Linked DNA regions of Mus musculus: region 1 is linked to region 2. Evidence: chromatin contacts called from public Hi-C data. All regions are on one chromosome and are shown on one strand. The core of a region is the stretch at or near the end of the contact, and the rest is flanking DNA. Distances in the headings are between cores, read along the strand shown. Region 1 has its middle 190 kb from the start of Gm40217. Region 2 overlaps Gm40217 (a long non-coding RNA gene).

Region 1 (6,314 bases), core at 1,719-4,218, 190 kb before region 2:
TTGTTTAGAAATAATTCTTTGGGGCTATGCCAATCTTCAGTGTCAGCAGTCCAGTTCTTTAGCAAAACACCACGACAAATCAGCAGCAGCAGCAGTCCAGTCCACTCGGCAATCACAATTCACAAGTCAGCAACAGCAGTTCAATCCAGAACTGTGAGGCTCTACCAATCAACCCAACTCCTCAGAAGTGGCCAAGAAGCCATTGGAAAATCACAAGAAATTCTTTGAAGAGTCACTGTCTATGAAGTCACGCCAAACAAGGATCAGTGACATGGGGCAAGGCTAACTAATGCCAGAGTGTCTTCAGCAATGAATAAAGAGGCAGAGCGAAGCAAACCAAGGCCAAGGTCTCCTCCCACTGTCAGTGGAGTCATTTATATTCTTTCTAAACATCACACATCCTCTCACATGTCTGCTTCAGCAAAATCTCCTCTCACCTGTGTCTGCTTCAGCAAAACATTCTTTCACCTGTCGGCCCCAGCAAACATATGACATAACTGAGTTTCCAAAGAAATGAGATATTTCCACTTCAGCCAGCTCCAAACTTTGCTCTCCGCAAGGACCCAAGAGACCTGAGTCGAATCTGAGAATTAAGACAATGTAACAGTCTAAAATAAATGCATATTAAAAAATCTATGACTGGAATGTCCTCCAGAATGAATATCTTATGATTGCTGTGTTTACTCAGCCCTCATTGTTTGCCAAGAGTGTCCTGGAACAACAAGAGCTGAAGAGGATCATACCCACAGGTGCCCTACCTGTCACCCACTGCAGTCCCAGGCTTGAAGAGAGAGGAAAAGGTGAACTGGATACCTCTCTCTATTTCCAGATGGCCAACACATCCTGCCACCATGGCTTCCCCACTATGATGGGCTGTACCCTTAATCCCATAGTCAAAACACTGTGTCTCTCAACTGCCTTGACTAGGGTACTGTCACAGCTGTAAGAGGAGTCCCTGGTGTATCTTGTAACCATCTCAAGTTAAATGTGTTTAAAAGCAAGATTAGTGGCACTCTCATACAAGCTGTTCCCCTTTGAATTTCTCACTTAAGAATGTCATTTACCAACAGATCTGGGAGATGGTAGGTCTAGAGATAGTGAGTTCAACCACTGTGGAATCCCTTGGCTTCCTACCGAACCTGCCCATGAAGCCTGGAGGTGGAATATTTTCTCACACTTATCTCACTCATTGGCCTTGCCAATAATTCAGACTGTATCTTCCACGGGCTTGTTAGTTCAAGGACCTTTTAGAAAATTTATTTTCTTAGACTTTGATGCCTTCAGAGGGCAAGGAACACACTCTCTATATAATATATTCTTAGTGGTCAAAACAGGTATAGCATAATGACACTCAGTTGAAATTTTCCTGCTTTTACTATAGCATGCTCACATAAGCTATGACTGACCACAGTTTATTCCTCTTCGTGGGACTACAAGCCCTTGGTTTGTCTTTGCTGTATTAGCACCTCACTCACCGCCCGATACATAAGAAGTATCAGGAAACTATGAATGAATGAATGAATGAATGAATGAATGAATGAAGAAATGGCACAGTAAACTAATGAATGGAGAACAAAGAAACAAAGGAAGCAATGGAGTTCTTTCCACTGGACAGCCCTGGAAAGCCCTGAGTAAGCCACCACCAGTGGAAGTTTAAACAAATACTCTCCCTCCTCCTCCCCATGTCACAACCCAGGCGAGACTCTAAAAGGAACCTTGAGAGCAGCCTGATGTTGAGTGAGAAATTCTCACCAACAATCAACAACCAGCTTGACCTTTCAAGTTCCCATCCTCTCTCCTCTCTTTATCGTTCTCATTTCCCACCTGGCCCATTATTTCAATAATGACTTCAAACGCCAAGTTTTGCTATTCAGGGCACTATGGAAATATGTTTTTCTCATCGGCTCTAATGAAATAGTTTCCACTGTCTGTTTCCCTTGCAGATAGCGATCACAGTCCGGCCGCAATAAAAAAGAAAGCCCAAACTCTTGACCGATATAGAATCTGAAACTTGTCCTTGGAAAGCAACACCCTAGGGGATTCTATCATAACTGCTCTGGACTCAGCCTGGCTGTTCCTGTTGAACACAAGGTATTTATTTGGAATGATCTGTTTCTGTGAACTGACTTCCCGATTCTTCACTCTAAGTCTTCCCAGAAAGCCAAAAGAAGATGACTTTGAAGAATGTCAGTCCCTTAAGACCTCCAGTGGAAGGCTTCCCAGGGTCTAACAATAGGATTTCAATGCCCCTATCTTCTTCTACCACCTCCTCTGGCTATATAGTCCTTCATCTTTTATTGCATTGTTGCCTGGGCACTTGCCTGTCTCAGGTTGGCTGACTGCATAAGCACGTCAAAACCTTCTCCCACCAGGCACAAGATAAATGGCCTTGGACAACTGCTTTACCTTTTGATTTCAGTATCCCACTTAATGCTTCATAGGATACTATGAATTACATAATATACCAGGTGCCCCACCGGAACAGGTTCCTGGCCAATTGGAGGAGCATGTGCTGTGCCTCCTTCTTGTCAGTATTTGATTTCTCTGAGCTCTTGGAGGATGATGCTAGCACAGAGTTTATAGCTGGGATGGCCTTGAGGGATAGCCCATTTCACATGTTTAATACATATACATGCTCACCTCAGCACACTCTCCCCCATATGTACACTAACCATATATATATATATATGTATATGTATGTATATGTATGTGCCACATAAATTATATGGATATCATATAAAACAGAAATGCAGATCACACTATGCAAAATATTACATGCATACCAGATTCACAAATACTATACTACACACACACACAATTCAATTTAACATACACACACTGGGAGGTGGGGTGTGGCAGGTATTTGGACATTTGCCAATTAAAGTTCCCAGAGTGACTTGTCCCCACTGCCCTTTGTTGTGATCCTAAAGAGGAAACAACTCCTGAGCTCCATCCAAAGGGATTGGGAGGAAATGCTTTAGGAAGCACAAAGAAAGGGGATGTGCTGTCCTTTTAAAGCTTGTGATCTTTGCTGAGACCCTGTTTTCAATCCTGGCTGATAGCAATCAGCAGCAACATACCTGGATCATTCACTCAAGATCGGGTACCGTTTAGCACACACTTAGGAGGCATTCAGGCCATCTAGCCAACCTCTGTGTGTTCAGCTGATAATCAGTCTGGGGCAAGCAAGCAGTTATCCTAGCTGATCTCTGCCACCACTTCAGCTTTGCTCCTGAGCAGTAGACTAGCTACAAGCTGACACTGACCAGACACTGACTGACCAAGGAGCCTGTATCTACCTTGCTGTACTTTACCAACAAATGTCTCAAAACTAACAGTTAGCCTCCATTGATCTGGGGTGTGGACCTTTATTCCATTTCATCCACCTGTAAATGTGGCTACTATCTGTGTTGTTAAGGTTTGACACCTTCCAACAGCCTACTGACTGTCTAAGGTCCATGTGATGCTTAGTGCCCTCGGCTCTAAATCAGTTCAGTAACAGCTTTGTTATTCAAAATGCACAGATTTCTAGAGAGGCCAAACCAGCTGTTTCCTTCCAGCCCAAGCTTAGTCATTTGTTAATTGAATTCAACCTAACAATTTCCCCACAGAGCCATTTACCATCAGGATAGGACATAGCCACTCCAGCCTCGGAGATGTGAGGAGGTGATGGAGTCCATGATGTCAGGCAAGTAGAATTTCAGTGATTTCATTAAAAAGAAGCACTGTCTCCTTTGTCATGTCTGAGTTGTGCAGCTAATAATTAAAATCTAGCTCTTCGTGCTTTAGATATTATAACGGAAACGTGTGTATTAATGGCAAGAATAGAACTCCAGAGTCCAAGCCAGGGTGAGTCTTCAAAAGAACTGTCCAATGGGATCAGCATCTTCTACCCTGTGTTGCACCTTGGTGCTGGATCAGATGACCTCCAAGCGCCTTCCCCTCTTTATTTCATGTTCTTAGCAGTTAAACTAAGTTGTGTTTATTATCTCGTTAGTTATTTACAGTGGCCTGGAAGATTTTCACTTTTATTTCCCAAATATGGAAGTTATGGATCACATAAGTATCTCACTAAATATCTCATAGCCCACAGTGGCAAAGGCAGAACACGGAGACTGCCCCATGCTCAGGACACCACACTGGCTTGCCTTCAGCCATCCCACGAGTGTCTGCAATTTGATAACGGTAGACTTCCAGGGGATGGCTTGAGACTTTCTGGTCCATGTGTCAGAAAAGATTAGGGATATCTCTTGTAGGTATAGGCTTGACTGCAGAACTTCCCGCTGGTCAGAAGATGACAGCTGGTCAGCTCACCCTTAAGTACTGGATGTCACTTTCTCAAGGTGGCCTTCCTTATACCCTTGACTCTGGGTCCCACTATCACATGTTACTTCAGTGTCTTGTTCTTTGTACTTTACAGTACCATATTCAAAGTAAGGCTCCCTAATTGTTCTTCCCGTGGATGAGCCCTGAGCTTCCTAAAGGTAAGGATGACAGGCAGTACAGCTTCTAGCACTGGAACAAAAGGATCAATTACCCTGTCTCATGGGAAAGTCTCTATAGTGTAGAGACTATGAGCCAATCAGTCAGAAAGAAATATCCCAGAGTTAGCTAGAACATGCCCACAAAAGAGAATAACAGTTGGTCAGATTCCATTGGCTGCTTCTCAGTGATAGTGAGACCAGGCATCAGATAAGAGGAAGCATTATGACGAGAGGACCTGGAACCTTTGCTCCATCTTGATAAGTTGCATGGCTCTAGGACATCTTGGCAACTGGGCCAGGTGGACAAAGTTTTCGGCTCTCTTCAGAGCTCTCATTAGAAAAGATGACTCTAAAGTTGAGAAATGTTTTCCTTCTTCCACATCTGAAAGATGGAAAGGCGTTGAAAGGTGCTAAGGGGCATGGAAGAATTCCATGAGCAAACATGGCAAGGGGTCTATATGAATGGATTCCATGAGAGAACAGGGCAGTGTGGATGTAAAGACTAATTCCCTGAGAGAACACAGCAGGGGCTATGTGAGGAGAGGCACCCTCTTGGAACTATAGAAATCCCACATCAGAACCAGAAAGGCCAACCAAAATGCTAATAGGCCAAAGTGAAGTGATGAAAATATAAATTAAAATGTGACAGTTGGACCAAATGAACAAAATCAAAATAGACTATGGGGGTTCATTCTGTAGCGATCACTAGTTGATAGAGCATGGCCATTTCAGTGCCCCTTTGGTCTGCCTCCTAGTCATTAGCTATTTTGACAACTTTGGTCTTCTTTGAGTATCATAAAAAAGCATGTTACATGGATTAGGAAACAAACTCAGAAGCCACCGGCCTAGTCACGTATCTTGGAGCAGCCAGCTGGATCGGAAGCTTATGTCTCTTGAGCAGCAGCTCCCAGTTCCTCTCAGGGCATCAGGCTGTTATAGACTAACAGTTGTTTAATTGTAGGATGGTCTCACCTCAGTTTTTCCAGGACCAAGATGCCCTTGATCTTGCTTATATATTTATCCAACAAAAATTTACAGTTTTGCATTTCCTAGAAGAGGGATGTAGGCATTTCTGTTAGCAACAGTAAGTTGATAATAGTGATAGTCTGATAATACTGTTTCCAGCTACTGCACACAAGCATCCTACATCCCAGCTGGCTCTGTCACCACAAGGTACACATGTTTTTCAGCTTCACCATTTTTCCTGATTATTTTTTTAAATTATGTTGTTTTATTTATTTTTTTATTGGGTATTTATTTCATTTACATTTCCGATGCTATCCCAAAAGTCCCCTACACGCTCCCCCACCCACCCACTCCCACTTCTTGGCCCTGGCATTCCCCTGTACTGAGGCATATAAAGTTTGCATGACCAATGGGCCTCTCTTTCCACTGATGGCCGACTAGGCCATCTTTTGATACATATGCAGCTAGAGTCAAGAGCTCCGGGGTACTGGTTAGTTCATATTGTTGTTCCACCTATAGGGTTGCAGATCCCTCCCAGCTCCATGGGTACTTTCTTTAGCTCCTCCATTGGGGGCCCTGCAATCCATCCAATAGCTGACTGAGAGCATCCACTTCTGTGTTTGCTAGGCCCCGGCATAGTCTCACAAGAGACAGCTATATTTTTCCTGATTATTAAAGAAATTCCATGACCATTGTAAAGATCACCCAAATAGGAAATACTTAAAAGAATAATCTCCCCTATCCTTTGCTACAGTGTACTTTTCCCCACAATAATAGAATAAAATGTGGAATCTATTGATTGTTGATTGACAGGTGTATTAGTCAGGGTTCTCTAGAGTCACAGAACTTACAGATAGTCTCTAG
Region 2 (6,407 bases), core at 2,637-5,136:
ATCCTTTAGACACTACATATGCCCAAGCCTGGATTGAGAAATTCCTTTTCTTACAAGGTGGTTGGGGCACTTACAGGGTGAAGCATAACCGCAGCGTGGCCCAGAGCACACCCTGAATAATGCTTTCTCTTTCCTTCCTACATGTTCAAAATCACTTCGGCGTGAGAGTCTACACGTGTGACGGCTGAATGCGACCCTATTCGTGTAGAATGTAGATCTGAAAAATCTGTAGAGGAGCTGGGGGTGTGGCTCAGTGGTAGAGCACTTCCAAGCATACACAGTGCCCCTAGTTTCAATATCCAACAGTGAAAACAACTATCAGAGACTTGTGTTAAACACCCCTATCTTAGTAACTTTAGATCAGATCTAAAGAGACAGACAGACATCCCCCACTACAAGTCAAGGTAAAAAAGGCCAGTTGTGTTACCCAACCCCACCGGTAGGTGGAGCCGGTCTCTACCCTTGTGCCCACGCAGCCTGTCGCACCACCCCATTAGATAATGGGTATCACAGGGTTGATGGAACACACCCCCCATTAAAACTTACCGCAACCACCCAGGGCTCTCCTCTCTCTCCCCACATACCTCAAACCACTTCCTGCCCGCAGCTTCCACACCTCTGTCACACTCCGCCCCACCTTACAGACTCAGTCTTTGGAATTAGACCTCCTCATCCATAAATCTGATTCTCTATCAGAAACCCAGCTAGAAGTTGCTGTGCCTTTTCCCAGCTTCTAACTCATTTACCAAATTTTCTGACTGCCTAGTAAATATTTCGTGAAGTGTTAGAAACCAGAGAGGAAACACACGGAGGCCCGGCTTTGGCAGCCTCTCAGCCTGGAGGAAGCAGGTCATCACGTGATTCTGCTGTATTATTATAACCAATGCACTGTACGACCAATACAGGCTTGCAAGAGGCCAGCAGCTGTTCTCAACACTTCATAGACATGAATCTCCATTTGGTCTTCATAACCTGTCTCAAGAGCTTGAGTAAAATAATCTCTGTTTAACAAGTGAAGGAAGTGGAGCACAGAAAAGGTAATTTGTCTAAGCACAAGCTGTAAATAACCAAAACTATATTTGGAATGAAATTTTGTGCTCTTCAAAATAACCTAAAAGCCCAATGTGGTGGTGCACACCCGCAATTCCAGCACTTGGAGGTAAGGCTGGAAGCCTAAGGCTAGCCTTAGGCATATGGTGAATTCAAAGCCAGCCTAGGCTACATGCGACTGGGACACAAAAAGCATGGAAAAAGCATGGAGCTGGAGAGGCAGGTGGCTCCGTGGTTGAGGGCCTGTGCTGCTCTTGCAGAGGAGTAGAGTTCAGTTCCCAGAATCTTTATGTCTTCACACCATCCCTAACTCCAGGTCCAGGGCATCTGGTGGCAACTTGAGACCTCCACGAGTGTCAGGCACACACAAAGTGCACTTACATATATGCAGGAAAAGTGTCATACGCATAAAATAAAAACGAACCTTTTTTAAAAGTGAGATTTCAAGACGGTCGGGGAGTAAAGGTGCTTGTCACCCAGCCGCATGACCTGAGTTTGTCCCCAGGACCCACAAGTAGAAGGAGAAAACCAAGACCTGTAATTTGTCTTCTGGCCTCCACACATGCTTTGAGGAACGTACATACATGCATACAAACATACATACGTACATGCATGTAATAAATTTAAAACATAATGAAACAAAGCCTGATTATTCCAAAGAATGTGTCGTATCTAGTAATGCTTACTATATTATAAATTATAATTTAGAAAGATTATATATTAATTAAATTATACATGACTAATCTATTACATGTCAATCTAAATGATAGTTATACATTTAAAAACTACATAAAAATTCTTAAGAAAGATTGCATCGTCTCACGTGTTTACAGATATCTTCAACATCTGACTATTTTTTCTTTTTCTTTCTTATAGTAATACAGATTGAACTCAGAGCCTTGCACATTTTGAGCAAGTGCTCTACCACTGAAGTCTATATATCCCCTGCCCAGGATCCGACTAACCAGCAAGCAAAACAGATTCTGGTATCTCATGTTAATTCTGTCCATAGGGATTTGTTATTTGGTTGAACTGTGTGAAAAAGTTTGGCCTCACACAGAACCGGAATAGGAAAGGGAGGGGTGTGAGTGGACTACTCCTACGTGCAAATATTCCCCTTGGATAGTCCACCAAAATGTGACAAGTGCTGGTTTCTTAAAAGCTTGCTGCAGAGTGGAATCTGAAACTGATAGCTGTGGTTTGCATGTTTGTGTCCCTTCCAAAGTTCGTGTTGAAACTTAGCCTCCGGATGCTTCAGCATTAAGCAGCTAAGCCTTTAGAGGGCATTGGCAATCTTATAAAAAAGCTGGAGAAAAGCATCCAACCCCGTTTTGGTCTTTTATGGTAATTTTCCATCACTATAGTGAAAATTTGCTATAAATCATTAGGCAGTAACAAAATGATTATTTGGACACAAAATCTTGCAAGTTTTAGTTTACGATCTAAGAGTTCCATTATCTTTAGGTCTGTGGAGAGGCCACATTATCATGGTGGGACGAGACATGTACCCCAGCTGAGAAAAGAGGGGGAGAAGAGGGCTTGTGATCTTATATCCTTGTCAAGTGTGTCCAGTGACGGTAAGACCCCTGCTAAGTCCCACCTCTTGAGGGTACCATTGCCTTCCAATAGTGCATAGGCTGGGGACCAAACCTTTCACATAGGAGCCTTCAGAAGACTCTCCTCTCCCTCCCTCCCTCCCTCCCTTCCTCCCTCCCTCCCTCCCTCCTTCTCTCCCGCCTCCCTCCCCCGCTGCCCCCCCCCCCGCCAACTACCCAAGGATCAATAAGCACAGTGTTGTAGCTAGCTCCAAGCCACTCCAAGCCATTTCCAAGCCAAGGGAAAATGGCACTCAGATAAAGTCATGTAGTTCAGCTCCCACCTCAAACACTCTGCTCAGCTTTTGTCATCAGACTGCCACTGTCCTTCAAAGGACACTTTCCAGGTCATAGCTATTTTGTCACAGAGATTGTTGCACAGTTCAGGAGTTGAAAGGCAGTGATAGCATATGAAGTGTTCCGTCTAGAGACATTTTTCTACCAGTACATTTTTTTAAGGATTTTTTTAAAATAATACATAAAATTTCTGTGTGCATGTGGGTTTGTGCTCACGTGACTACAGGTGCCCACAGAGTCCAGTAGAGGGTACCAGATCACCTTGAATTGTAGTTACAGATGGTTGGGATGGCCCTACATGGGTGCTGGGAGCCAAGCTGGGGCTCTCGGTAGAGCAGAACACACCCTTAAACTATCTCTCCAGGACAGGATCACAACTTTGATTCAAAATAAAACAGTGGTTTTATCTTTGATTGCTTTTGACTGCCCCTTCTTCTCCCCCATTCTACCCCTTTCTCCCCATCCCCTGCTTCCCTACCCACTGCCAAAAAGAAAAAGTGCAAATAGCACCTTAGGAGTTGTAAACTTGCTAGTTCAGTAATGGACTCACGGGTATACCCTGGGTTCTTCTGGAGACCCCCAGCACTTCATTACACTACATTACACTATGACCCAGTGTGAATCCAGAATGCTTGAATGAGCTGCTAACTCTGAGTGGTCCTTTTCCAATATCCTTAGAGTCCTTGAACTCCAAGTCCCAGCTTTGATGGTTCACTAACATCCTCAGATCCACAAAGTAGACCCAGCACAGACTGGGTAAGCCTCAGTTCACCTCCCCTAGACACGGGTTGGGAAGGGCATGAGACTTGGCACCCAGAGCCCATGCTGTGTGCCCTGCTCTCATCACCTCTGTTTGCCAGTTAGGAAACTGAGGCTATGAGGAGGAGGGACTCCACATAGAGCTGTCCAGCACGAAAGCATGCCGCATGTCATCTTCCTGTCTGTTCCCACACTCCCTTCCTGCCTGGCTGACTTTCTTCCCCGCAGTGCTCCAGTTGCTAAGCGTCTAGCATGCCTCACCACCAAAATTTCCTGACATGAGAAAATTCCCAGCACTGGCTGGCCACTTGAGTCTTTCAGTGTCTGAGTTACTTATAGTCACAGATCACTAAGACACTGGAAACTGTGCCACGTCAGAGTCCCTGGCACACAGAACTGATAAAGTTGACAAGGTTTGTGTCTGCTATTGTGCATAGTTTTGGTGACTAGGACACAAAGGCTTTCCTCTGGGACACATTTCCAGCTGAGCTGTTGAGTTGGTCATCTCTGTCTCGGCTGCACAGAGAGGAGGTTGACATCCTCTGGGCCCCGGGTCCTCCCTGGATGAGCTGAAGTCACATGGCAATGCAGCAGGATACGAAGCACATCCTAAGACGCAGCTCCAGGAAAGTTCAGCCCAAAATAAACCTGAAGTCTAAGTAAATAAAGCATTGGGAATATTTTGGGAGAGCAATTCCACAAAGCACAAAAAAAAAAAAAAAAAAAAAAAAGGCAGGGAAATGGGAACACAATTGTCCACAGCCTTTGTTGTACAGTTCTGTCTTCTGATACAGCTTGCTAAGATCCTGTTGAGTATCTCACATTTGTAAAGGCAGGAGTGAGCCAGGGTCAGAAAAATTACATTGTTTCTTCTGAGAGACTGGTGTCATTTAAGCACTGGTTTGAGACAGGGCGGGGAGCTTGATGAGGACTGGGGGCTCTGGTGATTAAAGCAGGATGGAAGGAGAATATAATCTGTGCCAAGGGACCTGGAGGGATCGGCTAAGGAGCACTCTGTTGAGTCACACAGGCTCTTGTCTCCCGGGGGGCGAGAGGGGAGGCACTCGGAGTCTTCATGATCTCACAGGATGAAAGGAGAAAGAACGCTGTTACAGAAAGGGGCAATGTGCATGGCTGTGCATGTGGCTGAAGGGCAGGGCGTGTGCTTACCATGTGCAGGGCATGTGCTTAGCATGTGCAGGGCATGTGCTTAGCGTGTGTAGGACTCTGGGTTCAATTGTCAAAATAAACAAAACAAAGTTGGAGTGAGATAACACTCATATATTAAGCGCCATCTCAATAAGCACTTAATAGCAAATCAAACAGAGCCATCATTGTGATTCATGCAATCCTGCACTTTTCAATCATGCAGCCAAAATCTAATTAATGTTTATTATCCCCCAACTAAGTACTGAGACTATTACAGTTCTAAGAAACTATCTGTGCTCTTAAGACGCTTGCAAGCTAGTGGGAGGCAATGATAAACTAAAGCTATTAAACAGGCAATTGAGGAAAAAGGTACTGAGAAAGGCTGCCTTATAACTTTGACCTTTATAGGGCCCGCGAGATGGTTCAGTGGGCAGAGTCACTGACAACCGGAGTGTGGTCTCTGGAATATACATGGTGGAAGGAGAGAACTGACACCTCAAGTTGTCCTTTAACCGCCACATGAATGCCACAGCTCACTGCACACATGCCTCCACAATCAATCAACCAACCACCCAATCAATCAATCGATAATGTATTAAGATGCTAAAAGAACAAAAGTAAAATCCCAGAGAGGAGGTGGCTGGGATTTTGGCAGACGGAGGTACATGTTGACTATAAACCCAGTGACTTTTTTCTGTCTACGTTTTTGCTTCACTTCGATCCTTCAGAATTTCTGGCCATGGTGGCTCATATCTTTAATCATATCTTTGGGAGGCAGAGGTGTCTCTGTGAGTTCCAGGCCAGTCTTGTCTAGTCTACCCAGGGCTACATAGTGACACTCTAAACGCTTCAGAATAGGTAAAACATGGAGGACCTTGATTTAAACATGAGAAGCAAAAACTTGTTGGAATTGACTTAGACACGCAGGTTGAAGCAACGGTGGAAGTCTGGATGGCACTGTTTTTAGGTTTGGAGACAGATAGACCTGGGTTTGAATCCTGCTGTTGCCATTTGTACAAATTACTTACATCTCAGGATCAGCTGGGCCCATGAAAACTCAGCAATATGGCTACCCAAACAAATCTTGACTAATGATCAGACCAATTGACGTGCAAAGCTCAAACCAGGAAGCCTCACAAGGCCTCGACCCTAGATGAAGCACTATAGGCCATCAGTAGCTACTGGGGGAATCAGCTCTCTCCAGAAACCAGCTCACTGGCAGGTTATGCAGTCCCAAGTGGTCAGCCCTATGTATGTGTAGCTACCAGCAACACTACATGGACTCAGTAGGTTGCATATTGTGTACACATGTATGTGTGTGTATGGGACAACAACTAAAGAATCCGTCAGGAACTTGAGGGTGAGTTAGGGCAGGGGAGTTGGAAGGGGGACAGAGAGGGGTGGAAATTATGTAAATACAGTACTCATACATGAAATTCACAAATAAAATAACACACTCGAGAGCATGTGCGCACACACACACACACACACACACACATGCAATATGGCCTTGGGGGTGAGGGGGGGGGGGGTGTGAGAGAGAGAGAGAATAAAGCT

Evidence for each region. A called contact is a pair of places that touch in the nucleus more often than the background predicts.
Region 1: a contact with region 2 is called in a Hi-C map of cardiac endothelial cells, with 2.5 times the contacts expected there. The contact joins two enhancer-like sites. A contact is called at or near these places in 2 of 484 Hi-C or Micro-C datasets (cardiac endothelial cells and psoas muscle) and 1 of 115 datasets of contacts at active chromatin or transcription factors (cardiomyocytes).

Annotation. Positions count from the first base shown.
Region 1 is chr4:105,503,020-105,509,333 of GRCm38.p6, reverse strand. No RefSeq gene overlaps it. Among named protein-coding and RNA genes, the nearest start is that of Gm40217, 190 kb to the right of the region's middle. Within about 2 kb of position 2,968, at least 5 of the 459 cell types and tissues checked have an H3K27ac peak or open chromatin away from gene starts, as enhancers often do. A contact at or near this core is called in cardiac endothelial cells, where this site is marked.
Region 2 is chr4:105,311,105-105,317,511 of GRCm38.p6, reverse strand. Gm40217 (a long non-coding RNA gene) reads left to right here. Exons shown (of 4, transcript XR_867967.1): 2 at 1,927-2,036; 3 at 2,515-2,627. Among named protein-coding and RNA genes, the nearest start is that of Gm40217, 4.8 kb to the left of the region's middle. Within about 2 kb of position 3,886, at least 17 of the 459 cell types and tissues checked have an H3K27ac peak or open chromatin away from gene starts, as enhancers often do. A contact at or near this core is called in cardiac endothelial cells, where this site is marked.